Linked DNA regions of Sus scrofa: region 1 is linked to region 2. A link is a contact called in public HiChIP or PLAC-seq data. All regions are on one chromosome and are shown on one strand. Each heading gives the region's core, a stretch centred on a gene start, on an enhancer-like site or on the middle of the called end of the contact. The rest is flanking DNA. Distances are from core to core; before and after follow the strand shown.

The links. HiChIP or PLAC-seq counts read pairs in DNA pulled down with a chosen protein or histone mark.
Region 1: an H3K27ac HiChIP or PLAC-seq map of alveolar macrophages shows a contact between it and region 2. The contact joins the enhancer-like site here to the promoter of NFKBIA in region 2. A contact is called at or near these places in 1 of 5 promoter capture datasets (liver), 16 of 47 Hi-C or Micro-C datasets (adipose tissue, alveolar macrophages, blood and 9 more) and 2 of 2 datasets of contacts at active chromatin or transcription factors (alveolar macrophages and skeletal muscle).

The regions. Positions count from the first base shown.
Region 1 is chr7:64,579,224-64,581,957 of Sscrofa11.1, forward strand. PSMA6 (proteasome subunit alpha 6) reads right to left here. Exons shown (of 7, transcript NM_001139472.2): 6 at 1,831-1,925. Among named protein-coding and RNA genes, the nearest start is that of PSMA6, 23 kb to the right of the region's middle. Within about 2 kb of position 1,313, at least 7 of the 83 cell types and tissues checked have an H3K27ac peak or open chromatin away from gene starts, as enhancers often do. A contact at or near this core is called in alveolar macrophages and embryonic fibroblasts, where this site is marked.
Region 2 is chr7:64,506,644-64,509,681 of Sscrofa11.1, forward strand. NFKBIA (NFKB inhibitor alpha) reads left to right here and starts at 1,476. Exons shown (of 6, transcript NM_001005150.1): 1 at 1,476-1,702; 2 at 2,277-2,385; 3 at 2,737-2,947. The coding sequence starts at 1,476. It overlaps LOC110261573 (a long non-coding RNA gene), which reads right to left and starts at 2,270. Exons shown (of 3, transcript XR_002345861.1): 1 at 1,921-2,270.

The sequences.
Region 1 (2,734 bases), core at 63-2,562, 72 kb after region 2:
TTTAATGTGGACTTTTAAGAATAAAATTTGTTGGGAGTTCCAGTCATGGCTCAGTGGTTAACAAACCCAACTAGCATCCATGAGGACATGGGTTTGATCCTTGGCCAAGCTCAGTGGGTTAAGGATCCGGCATTGCCGTGAGCTGTGGTATACAGGTTGCAGACATGGCTTGGATCCCTCATTGCTGTGGCTCTGCCACAGGCCGGCGGCTGCAGCTCTGATTGGACCCTTAGCCAGGGAACCTGCATATGCCAAGGGTGTGGCCCTAAAAAACAAAACAAACAAACAAAAAAAAAGAGCACAATTTCTTAAAGTGACAATATATTTTGGGCCCACCCATGGAATAATGGAAGTTCTTGGGCTAGGTAAGCAAACCTGCATCAGTGCAGCAATCTGAGCTGCTGTAGTGACAACACCAGATCCTTAATCCACTAAGCCACAGAGGACTCCTAGAAGTGACATTTTTTTAGTGCAAACTGAAATATAAAGCAGTGTAATGCAAATAGTTATATAGTTGTTGATGGTTATGTTATATATCCTAGTTATTTAAGTATACTATCAGAATTTATAAATGATACAAGGGCCTTTTGAAGATATAGGATCTTTCGTTTCTTATCTATTTAACTAACAGATGGAAATAAAAATTTTAAAGGCTGGAGTTCTCTTGTGGTGCAGCAGGTTAAGAATCCGGCTTGGGTTGCTACTGTGGTGCTAGTTGGATTCTTGGCCGGGAAACTCAACAAGCTGCAGGAATGGCCAAATAACAAAAAAATTTAAAAGGCTATAGGAGGGTCTCAGAACATAAAACAAGAACCAACTGTAGGTCCTTCAGAGATATCTATAAATTGTTCCTGCTGGAAATTTACTGTGTTGTTTTTTTTTTAAAGCAAACTTTTCAATGACGGGGGCAGGAGATGGGGAAGACTGAATTCTATTTTGCTTTTTAAAAAATTCTATAAATTTTCCTTAAATCTTTCACTTTTTAATCACCTGCAAGGCAACAAAAATAACAAATTAGAAACAAATATTCTAACTCAACTCTTCAAGGTCTGGTTAAGCTTAGTTTACTACCTTTTTTTCCCCAACCCTAACTATGACCACGTGTCTTTATAATGTGACCCAAGATTAGACACACATAATAGTTAACATGCCTTCCAGCAGCTTCTGTGCATCTGTGGATTTAACTGAAGTATTTTTCGCTATTCACAGGATCATCCAGGCTCATGGAAAAAGAAAACCACCTCACAGAACTGCTGGGAGGATTAAGTGAGCTGATATGTTAAGCACCCAGTACAGATCTGACTCATGGAAGCTGTGAAGTTGATTTGTGGGAGTTAGTCACTAAGTGAGTAAGAACAGACAGCATCCAGCATCTGCAATTCAATTAGCTATATGCAAAATTTGGGGGTTTCAAAGATATCTAGATAGGGTTTGATGTATATTAGTATTTCATATTGTTCTTCAAAGCTCCACTTAAATGTACTAACTAATCAAAACTCCACCTGAAAACTACTTTGGGAGGGTGAATTTCTATTGGCTTTAAGCTAAAAACAGAAAAAACACTTCTGCTTACTTTACTCCTTATATAAAATGAGAAGAAAAGCAGTTATGTCTTAAAGACATCCAATTAAGTTTTAAACCCATCTCTCAGGTACTAAAGGAATCAACAACAACCAACAGTAGGGTGGTCCCAGGTGGTCTAACTGTAGTTCAAAAAAGCATTTTTACCTCAAGTTACAGGACAAATGGACCTATAAACCTCCACCTTTCTAGGCTAGAATTTATCACTTGGCAAACTTCTCCAAGTACCTGGCTGACAATATAACTCACCTGAATTTAGGATTTTCAACTGTAACCACTCCAACTTCTATTTCTGAAGGCTTGAAATCAATTGATAGAACAGTAGACAGGCATGTAATTGCAGTCTGAAAAAAAATATTGATATTAAAATAATACAGTATTTTTCAGAGATTCCAAGATTTTCTCATTCCAAGCTTATTCAGTCATGAGTTAACCACAAGCTAATCACTTTTGCTACATGTTTGAATGATGTAGTTCTATAGCCACACAGACTGCTTTATTTTAATGTCACCTGACAAGAAACTTGTTTACGTTGAACCATAAATTAAAGGGGTCCAAAACCAGAATAGGATAATTTACACAAAACAGTCTATTTGCTTGATGATTACTCCATGCCAGGCAATATGTTTGGAGTGAGATGGGGAGAGGATAAAGATGAATGATATGGGGGTGGGGAGGGGTGGGCTGGGGGTTTGGGATGGAAATGTAAAATTAGGTTGTGATGATGGTTGTACAGCTATACATATAAAAAATTTATTGAGTTTTTTTTTTTAAAAGATCAATGATACAATCTTCCTTCAAAGAATTTACAGTAATAACAAGTAAAGAATGTTTTAAGTGGCTTTATATCTGATGTGATCAATTATACGTAATTTTGAATTTTTTAAAACAAGACCGTTAAGAAACATTTAAACAAGACACTAGCTTCACATCTCTTAGTGTATGATAATACTGCCTACCAAACAAGAAAGTATTAGATGGTAATTTTTCTTTACTCATTTATCAGAATTATGTTGTTACTCTTTAGAATAACTATCTCAGACCCTCATTTCCACAATCTACTAAAATTCTGTTTTTAACTTCTTGGCAGTAAATAAGAGGCTTTAGTTTAATGTTACTAAGTATTTGTTTAAGAATGTTGGCTTGTCCTGTC
Region 2 (3,038 bases), core at 226-2,725:
GGAGAGGAAAAGGATTGGTTGGTGCATGGCCAGTCAAGTTGAAGATGATTGCAACAATCACGAGAAATCTCTGCAAAACTATAAAAGCTTCCTGGGGTGCCTTCTGAAAAAGTCTGATCCAAGTTGCTTTATTAGGGCCTGGACCATTTCTAGAAGTAGATGAATGCATTCCTTTCATTGGCTAGGAGGTGGGGATGGGGCAGAGAGCATACTTCTGTTTCTGCAGCTGAGACCTGGACATGGTGAACCTGGAGTAGCTACCCATATGGCATGGACAGGTCCAACTGCTGCCCCCTCCTTTGTCCCCCAAGAAGCCAGCAGGGGCAGGATGAAGGCCACCTTGGGGCTGCCCTGAGCCTCCTGCAGTATGCCTGGCAACTACTTTCTTAGCCATCTTTAAGGCCCAATCTTGGGTAAAATACTACTCAACCCATTCTTTAGCCACCTTCTCCAAATGCTTCTAGAAAGCGGCCCCCACAAGTAGGTTCTCTGCAGCAGCACAGTGCAAATGGAGGAACACGACCTCAGTAATTATTTTGTCACTGCAAAGTATCTACAACCTTTGCTATAAAAATTAACACCTTGCTTTCCCTGAAAAATAGCCCAGTCATATCCAGCATTTTCCAGCATCCAGGGCAGAGTGCTTGCTCCTCCCCCAGTCAACAGGACTGTTCATACCGAGGAAATGATTTGAGGGTTCTCTAAGCATTTACGCTGTTAATGCTAAAGCTTTCACGACTTCTACCTGAGGGGGGCTTGAGGGAGGGGGAGGTTTATGTCCCTGCACTGCCAGGAGCCTGGTCTTTGGTAGGAACGCAGAGGCAGCCGGCGACCTTCCACCCTCAGTGTGTCCTTCCCCAGGAGTTTAGGGAAGTGAATCCCTAGATCCAGCCAACATTTCCACTCCCATTTTCAAGAGATTAAAAAAAAAAAAAAAAAAAAAAAAGGAAAGCATCGGCAGGTCAGCAAACCAGCAGTTCTCCATCCTTGGGATCTTAGCAGCCGACGACCCCAAATCAAATCGATCGTGGGAAACCCCAGGGAAAATAAGGTTCCATGCAGAGGGCCAGGATTACTGACTGCAGGCTGCAGGGAAGTACCGGGGGAGGGGGCCGGGTCGGGAGGACTTTCCAGCCACTCAGCGTGCATTAAAAAGTTCCCTGTACATGACCCCAGTGGCTCATCGCAGGGAGTTTCTCTGATGAACCCGGGCGCGGGGTTTAGGCTTCTTTTTCCCCCAGCAGAGGACGAGGCCAGTTCTCTTTTCTGGTCTGACTGGCTTGGAAATTCCCCGAGCTTGACCCCGCCCAGGAGAAATCCCCTGCCAGCGTTTATAGGGCGCCGCGGCGGCGCTGCCGAGCCCACAACAGTCCGAGGCCATCGTCCCGCCCGCCCGAGCCACCGCGAGCAGCCAGCGCGCCGCGCAGCCTGTGGCCCGCGCACCTAGGGAGCAGCGCCCAAGCCCTCATCGCGCCATGTTCCAGCCCGCAGAGCCCGGCCAGGAGTGGGCCATGGAGGGGCCCCGGGACGCGCTCAAGAAGGAGCGGCTACTGGATGACCGCCACGACAGCGGCCTGGACTCCATGAAGGACGAGGAGTACGAGCAGATGGTGAAGGAGCTGCGCGAGATCCGCCTCGAGCCGCAGGAGGCGCCCCGCGGCGCCGAGCCCTGGAAGCAGCAGCTCACCGAGGACGGAGACTCGTAAGTGTCGCGGGCCCGGGTGGCGGGGCCGGGTGGGGGCGCTGGGCCTGCAGCCGGAGGTGCGGGGCCCGCGCTGCGGCCGCGAATCGGGGTTCGTGCACGGACCCCGAGGCTGTGCAAAGGTGCACGGTTGCGCGTGGGAGCCGGGGATCGGGGATTGGGGCCGTGGTCCCGCGGCTCTACCTTGCAGCCGTGCACACCTCCCACCCCTCACCCACCTTTGCGGGTCCCCTCGGCCGGGGGCGGGGCGGCCACGGGGACGCGAAGTCCCCGCTTGCATAAGGGGGGGCGGGAGTTTCTGCCCCGCTGGCGGGCGGGAGGGGAAGTACAGGGCGTTCCGGCCCGGCGGGAGGGCGGGGCGGTCTGGCCGGCGCCCGCCGCCTGGGGAGGGGGGGGGGGCGGAAAGTCCCTGGGTGCCTGCCAGGAACACTCAGCTCATAATAACCTCGCGGAAAACACCGCGGCCTCGGCCTCCAGAAACCCCGGGCTTGCGCAATCCCCTGCGGGCTGTGCCTCCCTGGGCCCCACGCAGTGCACTCACCAGCCCTGGGGGTTTTCCCTCTCTTCCCCTCAGGTTCCTGCACTTGGCCATCATCCATGAAGAGAAGGCACTGACCATGGAAGTGGTCCGCCAAGTGAAGGGAGATCTGGCTTTTCTTAACTTCCAGAACAACCTGCAGCAGGTGCGCTGCTTGCCCGCCCCGTGCCTCTTGGGTTCTGCCTCTCTGACCCCTTGATGGAGCTGGATCTAGCACAGTTATTTCCAATGATTTCCCAATTAACTGCCCCTAGTCATGATCCGCCCTGAGCTTTTACATCTGAATCAGCCAACATCCTAGAGAGGAAGGAAAAATCCCATTGATTTGGTGAGGCTTTTATGAAGCCCACCTGGGGTCTCCCGTCTGTTTCCTTAACCCCTTGTATCTGTCTGGGAGGAGCGGCACGCACAACCAGGATATCTCTAGGGTTCAAGGGGAACATGGATTGTGGGTTTGATCCATGGCTTATCCTTTCTGTCCCTCTTCTGTTGGTAGACTCCACTCCACTTGGCGGTGATCACCAACCAGCCAGAAATCGCTGAGGCACTTCTGGAAGCTGGCTGTGATCCTGAGCTCCGAGACTTTCGAGGAAATACCCCTCTACACCTTGCCTGTGAGCAGGGCTGCCTGGCCAGTGTGGGAGTCCTGACTCAGCCCCGCGGGACCCAGCACCTCCACTCCATTCTGCAGGCCACCAACTACAATGGTAAGTCTGGCTGCCCTATGCATCAGAGGGCACGTGACACAGACAAGGGAGAGGTGGGCCGACTTAAGGCAAGGTGTAAACTCTCAACACG